2 separate regions of the Gossypium hirsutum genome follow, and region 1 is linked to region 2. A link is a contact called in public Hi-C data. All regions are on one chromosome and are shown on one strand. Each heading gives the region's core, a stretch centred on a gene start, on an enhancer-like site or on the middle of the called end of the contact. The rest is flanking DNA. Distances are from core to core; before and after follow the strand shown. Region 1 holds the start of LOC107946354 (transcription factor BIM2). Region 2 holds the start of LOC107946344 (inorganic pyrophosphatase TTM2).

Region 1 (3,772 bases), core at 123-2,622, 170 kb before region 2:
ACAAGCAAAATATACATAATATGTTATAAAAAAGAAACCGCCCAAAAGTATAAAAAGAATGAAAAAGCAAAAAGACAATTTGTAAGTTGAAGGAAAAGGGAAGAGAAAAAGCATAAAAGTGGAAGGAAATGGAAAGGAAAATATGGAGGATTGTTGGTAGGTTGGTTCCCGGCGAAAACTACAGTACTGTGTGTGTGGGGTTAAACTACAAAGTTGTCTTCCTTTTTTGATGGAATGGAATGGAGAGGGAGACAAAAAGAAAAGGGATGGAGTGCGAGTCATGTGAGTGGATTTCCCGTGAGAGGTTTGCTTAAATTGGGCCTTTTATATGACATGGGCCCTTATTTTATTATTATGTAAAATTATTTATAGCTTCGCACTCATTCATAAATGGAGGATGATGTGTTTCAGTATATTCAAACTTACATCCTCTTAAATTAATAATGATATTCATGTCAATCGATCAAAATAACGTAGATTTGATGTTATATTAATAAGGAGAAAAGCAAAGCAATTTCTGAATTTGATTAAATTTAAATATGATTTTTATACCTACTTTATTTATATTATTGGATTTATTACATTAAAACATGCTTTTCATGGGTCACAAACCCGGGCTTGATGGTGTAGTCCCTTAGATACGGATTTTTGTCCGTGCCTGCATTAAAGAAAATATAAAATATATTATTATGAAAAATGGTAGGTATAAAAATAATTATATGCTACAAGTTTTTTTTTTATTTGTTTGAATTAATTATGAAATCTTTAGATTTTAGAAACAGGATTTAAGAGTGACATCTACGTTACAGTAAAAAATAAAATTCAAGAATTAAAAAATATATATATATATATATGATACTATTTGAATCCTACGTGGTGGAGCGACTCTCAGTTACCATGTGGTTTTTTCACATTTTTCTCTCAGAGCACATCTCGTTTTCTCTGGCCAGGGGTCTCCTCGGCTCTCGGTTTCTTCTGCTCCGGCAAGGTTTCTACATTTGGTGGAGCCACCGTCATCGATAACCCTCGTCAGCTGGCGCGTGGTGGCTGGTTGCTGACGCCGCTCCGAAGGCTTGAAATCTCCTTAAGTCGGTGACTCCTGACGATGTCCACGGTGGTGACGGTGACCCTTCTCCAGGTTCTTGTTGTGGCTTTGACTCCCCCTTAGTGGTGGATTTGCCTTTTAGCCTTTGCATTGACTGTGTCATCCTGTAGGCTTTTGGAGCCCAATGCTTGTATTGTTTGAAGAAACACCTAATATTTTAAATAAAAAGTAATCATAGTTAGATGGGTCCAAATAGGAAGAGTGATTGTTCAAAGTTACAGAAGGTAGATCCAAATAATAAATGGGCCAAACCAATGGGCTCTATTCTTCGATTTTAGTTTCATTTCTTAGACATGGGCATCTCCTATTTTAGTTAGTATTTACCAATAATTACATCTTTTTACTTTCCTTACTTCAACTACCCCACCTGTCATTTTTAGCCAATACCAATGATGCTTCACCAAACATATTTTATATGCAAAGTTACCATAAAAATATTAATTTATATCAATTCGCGACCACCCCTATGATTTTTAATCTTATAAATAGTTACTATATTTTGCCTATCTCTACATTTGTTAATTAATAGAGATGGACACAAATTTAATCATACACTTTACAAAATTTTCACCTCCGAAACAACAATTCAAGACCTGATTTAAATTTAACTTAGTAACATGCTGTTAAAAATCCTTCAAATATGTGCATTAAAAAAGTCTCAAATTTTTCGGTCAAATGATGCTAATAAAATATGACAAATTACATCATGTACCGGACACAAATTGAGTTGTAACTGGAGTTATATCTAAACAACGTAATTATCACTAACAATTTCACCTTTGACATTTTATTAAAACATAATAACATATTCAAGCAAGGTAATGTGATCTTCAGCACGACACTCTCTTTTTATCCAACCATCCATATATATATATAAACAAAATTATAAAATCAATTACGAGTGCATAAAAGTAAAGGAGTATTAACAAAATAAAATTCAACAAAAAAATTATAAGTGAAAAAAAATTATGTTCTCCCTAACTTCCTCGCTTGACTCATTACTTTTCCTTTTTTTTTATCAAAAAAGCAAAGGCATTACGAGCAAGCAAATTTTTCTTGTAACGGAGAACACGAGTCATTTGTCCCTTAGGCTCTTTAAATTTTGTAGTTGTTTATTAATGTAGACTAAGTCTTCATCTAAATGTTACATTAATCTAACCTTATCAGCATTAGAAAGCCCTTGTGTCACGGACTTGGAGTTTTCCCACACATCCGTGCGGCCTTAGGCAGTTTCTTGGCTTAAAAACGCCTAAGTCAGCCTAACTTCCCTTGATAAAGGATTCAACCGTAAAAACGCTTAAGTCAGCTCAACTCGCAACAATAAAGGATTCAACAGAATTCCCTTAAAGTTTCCACAAAGAACAGCGGAAGAACGAATTAAGAACGATCTTTGAAAGATAAACAAAAGCAAGAACGCTTGAGAGAAAAATTTGAGTAAATGCTCTCTACTTCTCTTATTCACAAAGAATAATGAAACAATTCAGGAGTTAGTACAAATGAGGGGGAGGCTCTCTATTTATAGTTGAGCTCCCCCAAAACCGATGGCTACAATTAAAAGCTGTATTCAATTAGGACTCTAAGTTTACAGAATTAGAAGCTGTGTACAATTAGAACTTCTAAGACTACATAGTCCTATCTTCATTATCGGGCCCATCAGGCTTCAATGTGACAGGCCTGTCCAACAGCTCTTTGAATCGGGCCAGTTCTCGTAGGCCAAATGATCCCCATTTGAGCAACAGACCTCCATTGGATGCATTTGGTGCGCTGGTCACGGGCTTTGAACTGCGGCCCATGACATTCTCCCCCACCCATTCTCGCAACGTCCTCGTTGCGACTTCTGAATGGCACTGACTTGATTCGCCTCGGTCTTGTCTCGTCGCCTTAGCCTTTCCCTTTCTTCGGGATTTTTGCCTCGGTTTCTGTCGCTTCCTAACTCGAGCCGTCCTACTCATCGCATTTACTCTGGTCAACTGTCCCACATGCATCGCTTCTTTTCCTTTGAAGTCTGATGCACCACCTACCTTTCCCATAGGTGGAAGCCTTGTCGATGATTCGGCTAACTCCGACGCTTCACTCAACTTGAGCCTCATTGGTCCCAGCTTCACTGTTTTCATCGCAACTTTCTCCACTAAGTTCGATGACAAACTCACCTCTTCCTTGGGTGGAAGCCCCTTCGACGACTCACCAAGCTCAGACGTTGCCTTTCTTTTGACTTCGGCTTGCTTTTGGACAGTTCCGCAACTCATGCGGACCACGGCACAAGAAGCACTTAACTCGCTTCTTTTTGCTCCTCTTTGCCCTCTTGGCTTCGGCTTTTCCCTTGCTCGAACCAAGCTTCTTGGGCTCATTGTCTGCTCTATCGTTCCCCTCGATGACAGACTTTCTCGGACACTTCCGCAACCTATGCGGACCATGACACAAGAAGCACTCCACTGGCTTCTTCTTACTTTCGGCCTCTTTGGCTTCGACACCCCTTGCGCTCGAACCAAGTACCAAGGCCTTACCTACCGGCTTCTCCTTAAGCGCGGATTTCTTCGGACATTTCTTTAACATGTGTGGACCGTCGCAAAGAAAGCATTTCAGCTTGTCCCTTTTCCTCTTGGGTTTCTTCTTCCCAACTCGTGGTTTCCCATTACCACCATTGTCGCCGTTGCCATTGCCATCAAC
Region 2 (3,934 bases), core at 626-3,125:
TCCAATAGAGAATGGTTCTCTACATACAGTTCGATTGAAGGTGGAGTTGTGCGCATGGGAAACCATTCATCTAGTAAGGTAATTGGTATTGTTAAACTTAGGACACACGATGGGAGGATTAGGACACTCTCAGATGTCAGGTATGTACCTGATTTACGAAAGAATCTCATCTCCTTGAGTATTTTAGACTTGAAAGGATGCAGAATCAACATCGAGTCGAGCGGCATTAAAGTATCTCGTGGAGCTCTCATTTTGTTAAAAGGTAAAAGAATTGGCAGTCTTTATATTTTAGAAGGTTCTACAGTGACCGATGAAATCGGACGTCCCTCATCCGTTACAGAGTCAAAGTCAACTCGTTTGGAGTGGAAGTAACTTGGTCATAGGAGGGAAAAATGTATGTCTGTTTCGTTAAAGAGAGGTTCTCTTTTGGATGCAAGTTTTGAAAAGTTAGGACATTGTATTCGTGAAAATCAGACCCGGGTTAGTTTTGATTTGGTAGTGTACAAGTCGAAGGCTAGAAGTCTTCCAGTTTCTAAGCACAGATTCGACTCAGTTAATTCCCTGCATAGTTCAAGATAGGCTCGTGGCGAGCTTTGACAAAGATGGCATTGTAGAAATGTGAGTCAAGGTGGAGATTTGTTAAGTATGACTCCTATTTCAGTCAAATTTGAGAAATAATCTTCTAGTTAAACTCTGTTTATTTGTTTCAATCAAACACTGATTAGTTTAGATTATTTTATTATTATTTGACATATGAATTTAGTCTATAAATAGGCTCTTTTACAACCTTAAAAAATACATCCATTAGATATTAGAACTTATAACACATTTAGAAAATTTTGTGTTTGCGTTTTGAGGGTTCTTTGTTTTCGGGTTTTCGGGGTTTAGTTTTTATCTTCTTCTTTTGTACTCTTCATTTCTTTTGCCATTATAGTAAAATTATTTTTGCCCGTGGTTTTTTATCCTCTTTGGAGGAGTTTTTCCACGTTAAATTTGTGTGTTCAATTTCTTCTGCTATTTTTACTTGTTTCTTGCTTAATCGAGTCGATTTCTAACAATAAAATTACTTAAATTTATAAAATATTTAAATAACTTAAAAAAATTACTTGAAATATATATAAAAAAAAAGAAAATTTATAAGTAAAAATAATTTTAAAAACATGTTTTACTTTAAAAGCTTACTCAATTTTAAAAAAAAGCATTTATAAAATTACTTAAATTAATAATTTTTAAAAAGTATTTTAACATAAAATTAGGAAAATTTTTCAAGAAATTTAATATGAATATTCAGAAGAGAGAATGAAGAACAAAAATCACGTGACATTTTTGGGCAGAAAAGAGGCCAATCATGGTGGTGTGGGCTAAGTGCTTGCTAAGGTTGAGGGAGGAAGAAAAAAGAGAGAGAGAGAGAAAAAAAAAGAGACGAGAGGAAAGGAAAGAAAAGAAATCAAAAGAAAAGATTTTTATTTATGTTTTTTAGTTTAAATAAAGGGAAAATTTCATGCAAGTCCCTTTTTCTTGACCCTTGATCATTCACTACTCTAATCAAGCCCCTTTTCCACGTGTCACTCATCCAGTAGTTCACAGGTCAATTTTTGATAAATTTTTAACGCTATCAGACAAGAGTACTAAAATAATAGACAGAGAAAAAGTACAAATACTACATTAATAATTTTATTAAAGTACAGAGATAAATTTTGCAATTATTCCAAATTTCATAACTTAAAATTTATTTTTATGAAAGAGTTAATATACCAAACAAATTTTATAATTTAAATTCAACCAGGCATCTAAATTTAAATTTTCTGTTCTCATATTAAGATAATTTTTTTTATTATATAAAAAATCCAATTTCAACAGCCCAGCCCAGGTAATTTGTTCGGTTTGGAATTGTAAGTAAAGTTCCAACTTCCAAGCGCAAAAAACAGTCAATTGGAGACACAAACACTTGGCTTCCCAGGATTGAGCATTTCATCGATCCCCGGAAAAGAATCGAAACTGCTGCAAATACTAGTATTAAATACCTCTCTCTTCCTTGTTTTATCTTTGTGTGAATGCATTCTCGAGAAAGTGTTTTTTCCTCCCCTTAGATTCTCTAGAATTCCCAACTTCCAGAAAAAAACGAGGAAAATCCCGGAAAATCACATTCGTTTCTATTCCGAAAAAAGAAACCAGAGAAATAGAAGGACCATTTTTTATACAAGGAGAAAGGGTTAATCCAGTGTGACTCATTTACTATAAAGAACAGTAGAACACATAGAAAAAAAATATAAATAAACAAATTAAAAAACCCCGACTCATTCGGTGTCTCGGTGAGTATAATCATCATCATTACTAAAAACCTTTTTTTTTTCTTTTTATTGAATTTGATATATACTCTAATTACGGAATCTGGGCATAGCTTGTTTTGTCATTCTGTTATCTGGGTAATTATTATTATTTCATTGTTTGCTTTGATTATTTATTTATTTATTTGGGGGGGGGAGAGGGGGGCAAAGGTGGTTACGAAAGATTCAAATAATGTGTTAGAATAGATGTTTTGGTAAGTTTCTGTTTAATACTTCGTTGACGTTGCTGTCATTTTCCTCTTTGAATGTGATTCTTTATATGTTTTGGAATGTTGGGTCATTGAAAATCAAAATTTTGTGGTGGTGGTGTTTTTTTTTTTTTTAATGTAAAAGCTGTTTGTTTTGATCTTTGAAGTTGTTACTTTTATTTTCCATGTAGTTTCCATATCTGTTTTTCTGACTAGTGTGCACCGAGTAAAGCAGAGATAAAAGAATAGTTTTTTCTTTTCTTTTTTCTTTTTGTATTGCTTGATTTTGTTCTTTCTTTGGATCCTTTACAGCTAATGCGCTACAGTTTTTATTTGAGTTTAATGTTAAAGAATGAGATATTCATTGCTTGTATCATGACAATTAGTGACTGAAGGAGATGATAATATGTACTGCTGTAATCTTTTAGCATGATGTCTAATAGTTGCTTGCCTTGCTCTTATCAATGTGGAAATTGGTACTTTCATTTTACCTTTATGGATCAGTGTGAATATATTAATGCTTTACAAAGATAATTAATCATCTTGATTTCCCTCTTACTTAGTACAAAAAGAGTTGGTCATTTCTGTTATTTCCATAAAACTCTTACTGCTGTGTCCATCCTTGGAGGAATGGTATTTTTTTCTTATTATTATTTATATTGTTTTTTTCCTCCTTAAAATTTATACAAAAGGTGAGCCTAAATGACTGAGTCCTTGATTCTACCTGAACTGCTGTCATGGCATTTGACCAATATAATGCTTAGAATTATATAATCAAAGCATCTTGGTGATTCATTTCCTAACCATATACCTAATGTTGAACTTTGATATTGCTTAAAATTTCTGTATGACTTTGCCTTCTAGTGTGCCTCTATCAAGTAATGCAATTTTTTATTTTTTATTTGTGGCGAGATAATTTCAGTTTTCCCAACGAGTTATACTCTTTATTTCAATTTTGTCATTGACTGAGATTGGGATTACTTTCATGTTTTTTACATGCAACTTTTATGTAGAAAGGATTTGCAGAAAATAAATGGCTATATCGATTTCCAGTTGAAAATTGTCCATCTTATGTTAAATGAAAATTCATTGACGTTTTTTTGGAGGCATGCTCTTAGTACTGGAAGTTGAAAAGATTAAAGCATTTTAATTTTTTTACTGGCACTACTTATATTTTTAATTGTTCACTTATGCCAGAGGTTGCTGTCATATTTTCAATGGCTCAAGACGCTTCTGGTATTGAAACATGCCATAAGAAACCAGGTCTTTTAAAAGATCAAGTTCCACTGGTTAAGCGAAAGGATATTGATCGCCATGAGATTGTTTCAATCCAAGATCCTTTGTCTTTTGAGCAGGGGTTCTTTATTGTTATCCGTGCATGCCAATCATTAGCACAAA

What was found. A called contact is a pair of places that touch in the nucleus more often than the background predicts.
Region 1: a Hi-C map of leaf shows a contact between it and region 2, with 1.6 times the contacts expected there. The contact joins the promoter of LOC107946354 here to the promoter of LOC107946344 in region 2. A contact is called at or near these places in 2 of 34 Hi-C or Micro-C datasets (hypocotyl and leaf).

The regions. Positions count from the first base shown.
Region 1 is chrD12:49,995,779-49,999,550 of Gossypium_hirsutum_v2.1, reverse strand. LOC107946354 (transcription factor BIM2) reads right to left here and starts at 1,372. Exons shown (of 8, transcript XM_016880634.2): 1 at 897-1,372; 2 at 1-658. The coding sequence starts at 282.
Region 2 is chrD12:49,825,294-49,829,227 of Gossypium_hirsutum_v2.1, reverse strand. LOC107946344 (inorganic pyrophosphatase TTM2) reads left to right here and starts at 1,875. Exons shown (of 12, transcript XM_016880619.2): 1 at 1,875-2,013; 2 at 3,734-3,934. The coding sequence starts at 3,754.